Linked DNA regions of Rattus norvegicus: region 1 is linked to region 2. Evidence: chromatin contacts called from public Hi-C data. All regions are on one chromosome and are shown on one strand. Each heading gives the region's core, a stretch centred on a gene start, on an enhancer-like site or on the middle of the called end of the contact. The rest is flanking DNA. Distances are from core to core; before and after follow the strand shown. Region 1 holds the start of Thsd7a (thrombospondin type 1 domain containing 7A). Region 2 overlaps Thsd7a (thrombospondin type 1 domain containing 7A).

Region 1 (2,774 bases), core at 254-2,753, 400 kb after region 2:
CTCTGTTTTCTGGAGTATTTATCTGAGAAGCTTTCTAAACTCCCAACTATTACCCATTGCTGTACATTTGGGGGGAAAAAATCCGAAACTTTCAATTCTTTGTTTAAAATCAAACAAATTAATTTGATTTTTGTCTGCAGTCACCCAACTAGCTGATCTTCAAAGTCTTACCAAGTTAGCGAAAATGACTTTGCTTTGACTAATCCGTGCCTGTCTTTGTACATGTACGAGCGTGCACGTGCATGTCGTGCGATTTTTCCAAGGTGAAGTGTGTTTTGTCTTTAAGTGATTGTATGTTTAATGCTTCACTACAATGCTGCTTGGACGTATGAATCCTCTTTAAACCTTCAGTCATCAGTGTGATTCTGGTGTAAATGGATCTGTCTCCCCAGTAGGGAGGTGGGAGGACTGAAGCCAGGAGACCTACTCTGCCTGAATTGTGATCTGGACACTTTTCCTTTCTACCTCATTCCTATCTTAATATTTAGGCATCGCCCAGGAACTCTCAAGTCATCCTCTGTTATAAGCAGCGAGAATACCTCCTTCTCTTTTCTCCTGTGAGTGTATGAAGTTTCCGGTTGGCTCTGGAATTCCATCTCCCATAGAGGGCAGAGAGAGCATCCACACAGCCGCTGGGCAGAGAGGGGAGCCTCCAGCCCTAGGGTTTTGTTGTTTTCCTGCCTGTTCTGCCTCTACAGCGCTTTGCACAGAGAGTCTGAGGAGCAGTGAGTTGCTACCTTTCTTGTTTAGTCCGAAAACAACGCAAAAAGACTTCTTTCACGGAAGGAAAAGTTTCTAAACCCACATGTTAATCACTCCACCGAGTAAAAAAAATCACTTTGAATCGCTCGTTACAAATTTCACTGCCCAGTTTCCCCTAAGGGTTCCTGAAAGCCCCTTTGCTTTTTACTATTAGATCTGTCCCCATAGGTCTTGTACGCAGTGTCCCACACACCACAAAGCTACACTTAACACACTTAAATATATATATATACTGTTTACCTATTCATTTTTAGAATGTCATTTTAGAAAGTCTAAGGACTGGAAACCCAGATATTAAAAATACTTCACTTTGTAATGAAAGTACAGCGCTGCCCTCATTCACTACCGAGTGTCAAGAGAAACAATCACTCCAGTGACTCACTGTTGCCTCTTAGTTATGTTGTTCTTTCCTAATGGCATAGGACGTGACCTAATTCGCTTGCAGGGATCATACTTTTGACCTGAGGATCCCGGCATAATCAGGATCAGCTGGAAACACAGAGGCTCCTTCAGGAACCCCTAGCTCCCTCTGGATCTTAGCCCCAGATTTAGAGACAGAGAAAAGGACAACTCTGTCCCACTTACCCGTCTTCCACAGATAGAGGGTGGGCACCTCTGTGTCTCCCTGCGCCGCAGCCCCGCGGGCTCCAGAGCTCAGCAGGAGTAGCAGGAGCAGTGGCAGCCGCATCAGCTGCAGGACGCCCCGGCTCAGGGACGCCAGGCGCCCGGCTCGCAGCCCCATGCTGTCCGCAGCCGCTCCAGCCTCCGGAGCCACAGCACTCTCGCGGGGGACGGTCCTTCCTTCTCCAGCAGTAGAGAACGTAAAGCTCTCGCTGCTCCTATTGTTCGCTCCAGATGAAAAGCAGCCAAAGAGCAACTAACACTAGGGAACAATAGCATCAGCCGCGACCGTGGACGCCACCGCCGCCGCCGCTGGCTGGCGGGGATGCTGGCGGGGATGCTGCCGCCGCTGCCATGGCGCGCAGACTGGCAGGTCCTAGCGGCGAGGGACACAGCCGGCCGCAGGGGGCCCCAGCTGACAGAGCCGGCCCAGAGCTCTAAGAGGAGCAGCCCCCGCCGCCAGCTGTAGGGAGGGGAGGGGAGAGAGAGCTGAGAGGAGCCAAAGGGACCCGAGGGGACCACAGGCGGGTGTGGAGGGCACCGAGGGCACAGGGCCAGCACCCAGACCCCACTCGCCCGCCCCGAGAACTCCCCGGCACATGGTGCGCTGAAATATGTTCGCAAGGATACACCAATAAAAGGCATCATCACAGGGCAGGCTTCAGGATGACAAATAACTGACATTGAAATTCATCGTCACCCAAGGAGTCAAATGCTGATCTAGTGGCGTGTTATTCTCCCTGCATATTTACACAAAGCATCAGCGTTGGTCATTTATTCTGAAGCTGTGCCTTCTGGATTACTTTATGAGAGGAGCGGTATTTATGAACCTGTGAGGGAACAGATCAGGGATCACTATCAAAAGGCACTTGAGCACTTTCTTCCGTGTTTTTCTTTTTCTTTTAAACTTCAGCCCAGCCTCAGTAACAATGTGACGGTGGTTAATGTGTGTCAAATCAACACATTGTCTTGTTCCTGCCTTTGAAAGAGATTCCGTACTTTAAAAAGTGTCCCGGTTGCTGTCTAATTGCATGAGTAAGAATGTACACACACAGCTAGTAGGATTCAATTTCAATGGTGAAGTACATAAAAGTTCCATTCCTTTCTCTTCCCATCTCTATTGAAAACACACTAAGAAATATCAGAGGTGTGGAGAAAAATTAAAGCACAAATGAGTGAGTAAAAGTAGTTGGCTATCACCCAGTTAATAACTATTTTTATACTTAAATTTCATTCCTGAGACTGATAGCTTCTAATTCTTTCTTTAAAAATGCTTTTTAGCACAACCAAAATAAGGAACCACATGGCTTGTTCCTTTTGTTCTCTATTTTATTAGATCAGAACTAACACAAGAATGTGTGCAGTCAGATAAAGCTTTGTCCCTCTCCCCC
Region 2 (2,700 bases), core at 86-2,585:
GAAATGAGGAGGCATGTAATTGTAATCATATTATAATCTCAAAAACCAATATGATTTTAAAAATCTATTGTAAAATGAAGTTTTTTGGGTCAGGAACTAGAATACCCAAACTGCTGTTTGCAATGGAAGGTCTTAACTTCCAAGAATCCAGATTCCCTAAAACCAAAACTAATGAGAGTTGTCAGGAGAGCAGAGATGACAGATCCCACGCTGTTACCTGTGGAACGGGGAGATGGGTGCCAGGTTGCTCCTCCATCATTCCACTAGGTCTTACCTTACTTTTCGGGTCTGCACACCCTCTCCACAGTTGTCTCGCATGTCCACGAAGGTCACCTTGCAGACACTCCATGGCTCTGTGACCCATATGTACTGGTTGCAGTCACTGTGGCACGGGACGACCTCATACACCTGAAACACACACCTGGTGATCTCAGGCCGTGGAATGAGACTAGGGAAGGGTGGATGGAGGATTCTCTATCACCACAAACATCATTCCCCTCGTCTGCTTCCATTTCTCCCCCTTATTGTTTGCACACTCAAGTAGGAAGAAAGATAGCATCTTGAGAAGTCTGGTCAAGAAGAGGAAGGTGGGCTGAGCTGCCTTCTGTCTGCTTTTACAGTGAATCTTCTAACCCACTGGGCCCGAACCAAAACATATTTTCCTAAACTGACCTTTAGCACACCAAATTATAAGCTTTTGGGCTATTTGGTTCAAAGTTTTATGCCTCTTGAGTTCTTAGCGCAGGGCACTCATGTGCTAGACACTTAGTCAAGATTTATCAAATGAATGAATGAGAGGAATACTATAAAGAACACTATACACGTATCTGTTTTCCAGACAAATATTAGACAGTTTTACATATAAATGTGTATAGTTGTAAGAATTAGCATTTTTCATGCAAGAAACTGAAATGATGAGTACATGGAAATAAGCCTATCTTGAATCTAATCCTCAATCCCTTGAGGTAAGGAACCAAGGTCCTGAATTAGCTTTACACGATATATAGTCCCAGACACAGCTGTCACCATCAAGGCCTGACAACACAGCCAGCTATCTGCGGTTACTGTACACAAAGCTTTCAGTCCCAAAGGCAGTATTGTGTGTTCGCTTCAGGAATTCTAGAACAATGAAGCCACTGTGCAGTTTTCTCAATGAGGAAAATAAGCAGAAAAAGAAATTAAATAGACCACAATCTACTACAACCAAGAATATAACCAGGAAAGGAAAATACTTTAAATCAATTCTGGGAATCAGATTTAAGCAGTCATTTGGAGCTATCCTTTTGCACACTTGGAGGATGAAAAAACAAAATTAGAGTAAATCATATGTGATGTCGGAATAATGCTGTAGCTAATGATACGACCAGTATATCCCCATTAGGGAGATGTGTTAAAACAGGACTATCACCAACCAAATGGCTAAACACCACCACACCAGTCCCAGGGAATAGAAGAATCAAATTGAAGGGGCCCTGCTTCTATTTCTAACCCTTTGAGAGATAGATGGTCATTCCCCATTGTTAGGGGATAAATGCAAAGTATTTCATAGACAATTCCAACATCTCCAAATATCCATTTTCAGTGCACCGTACTGCTCTCCTTCAAGCATAAATAAAGGGTACCATTGCCTCATTAAAGTGCTGTAGGTGAAGGCTAGTCACCTCACTCTCTTTCCTCAGGCCCTATCAATTAAGAAACCATAGTAACTATACTGGGAAATAAAAAGAAAATAGGCAGAAGAAAACCTAGTGGAGAAAATAATAATTTTTTAAAAAATAGAACTCTGAAGATGTGGAAGATAAGCACGCTCACCTGCGCCTGGAGTGGTGTTTGGCGGGAACAGAGTAAAGGGCAAGAAACAGAGAAATATAAAAACATTAGTTATTTTGACAAGAGCTTATAGTGTACATTTCAGTTATAAGGACTTTTATTTAAAACATTAATTTAGTAAAAGGTTAGGATGTATTTCTTAGGTTTTAGGAAGGGCAAACCAACCATTTCTCTTGACTTTCACGTAAGACGAGCAGAAAAACATTACACAACCACCGGAATGATTGCATGTGTGCGATGACAAGACTTCAAACCCCGAGTGGATCTCAGAGCCCCTGGCACTGCAAACTGAACTGTGATTGCAACTATCTCATGAGTCATTGGAAACACGGACTGCTGTCTATAAACTGTCCCACCTACAGTTCCATATGTCCACCACTCTGCTTTAATCCATTCATATACTTTTAGTGAGATAAGGACCTGAGGGCTTAACTTCAGCGAGGAAACGTTTTCAGAGACGATTTTCAACTCAACGAACTGCTATATTTTTTACCAAGGTATTTTAATTAAAGTAAAAATCTGCATGGTGTACAACTTATAAACAATAACACGGTACTTTGAATATTTTAATTTCTTGAGTATTTTACTCCCTCTTCATAAGTTTTATGTAAAACATTTTGCTCAAAATTTGATGCCTAACTACCTGTTTTTTTCCTTGATTTACCTTTGACTTTTCAGTTATTACTGTTTTGATACACCCCCAATGAATTGAAAACCAATACATTAGTGTGCTTATGAAATTCTGTCTTGATTTTCTGGGAGATGTAACATTGAAAGGAAAGGATACAGTACAGGCAGCTTAGTACAGGGTCATGTGTCTTTGGAAACAAAAGTGATCAGGCAAATGTGACATGTTTTAATTGCACAGTG

The links. A called contact is a pair of places that touch in the nucleus more often than the background predicts.
Region 1: a contact with region 2 is called in a Hi-C map of Schwann cells, with 7 times the contacts expected there. The contact joins the promoter of Thsd7a here to the enhancer-like site in region 2. A contact is called at or near these places in 5 of 12 Hi-C or Micro-C datasets (the A7r5 cell line, the Rat2 cell line, Schwann cells and 2 more) and 1 of 1 datasets of contacts at active chromatin or transcription factors (oligodendrocytes).

What each region holds. Positions count from the first base shown.
Region 1 is chr4:41,864,021-41,866,794 of GRCr8, forward strand. Thsd7a (thrombospondin type 1 domain containing 7A) reads right to left here and starts at 1,504. Exons shown (of 28, transcript NM_001191970.2): 1 at 1,348-1,504. The coding sequence starts at 1,504.
Region 2 is chr4:41,464,341-41,467,040 of GRCr8, forward strand. Thsd7a (thrombospondin type 1 domain containing 7A) reads right to left here. Exons shown (of 28, transcript NM_001191970.2): 15 at 1,813-1,818; 16 at 275-408. Among named protein-coding and RNA genes, the nearest start is that of Thsd7a, 400 kb to the right of the region's middle. Within about 2 kb of position 1,336, at least 9 of the 93 cell types and tissues checked have an H3K27ac peak or open chromatin away from gene starts, as enhancers often do. A contact at or near this core is called in Schwann cells, where this site is marked.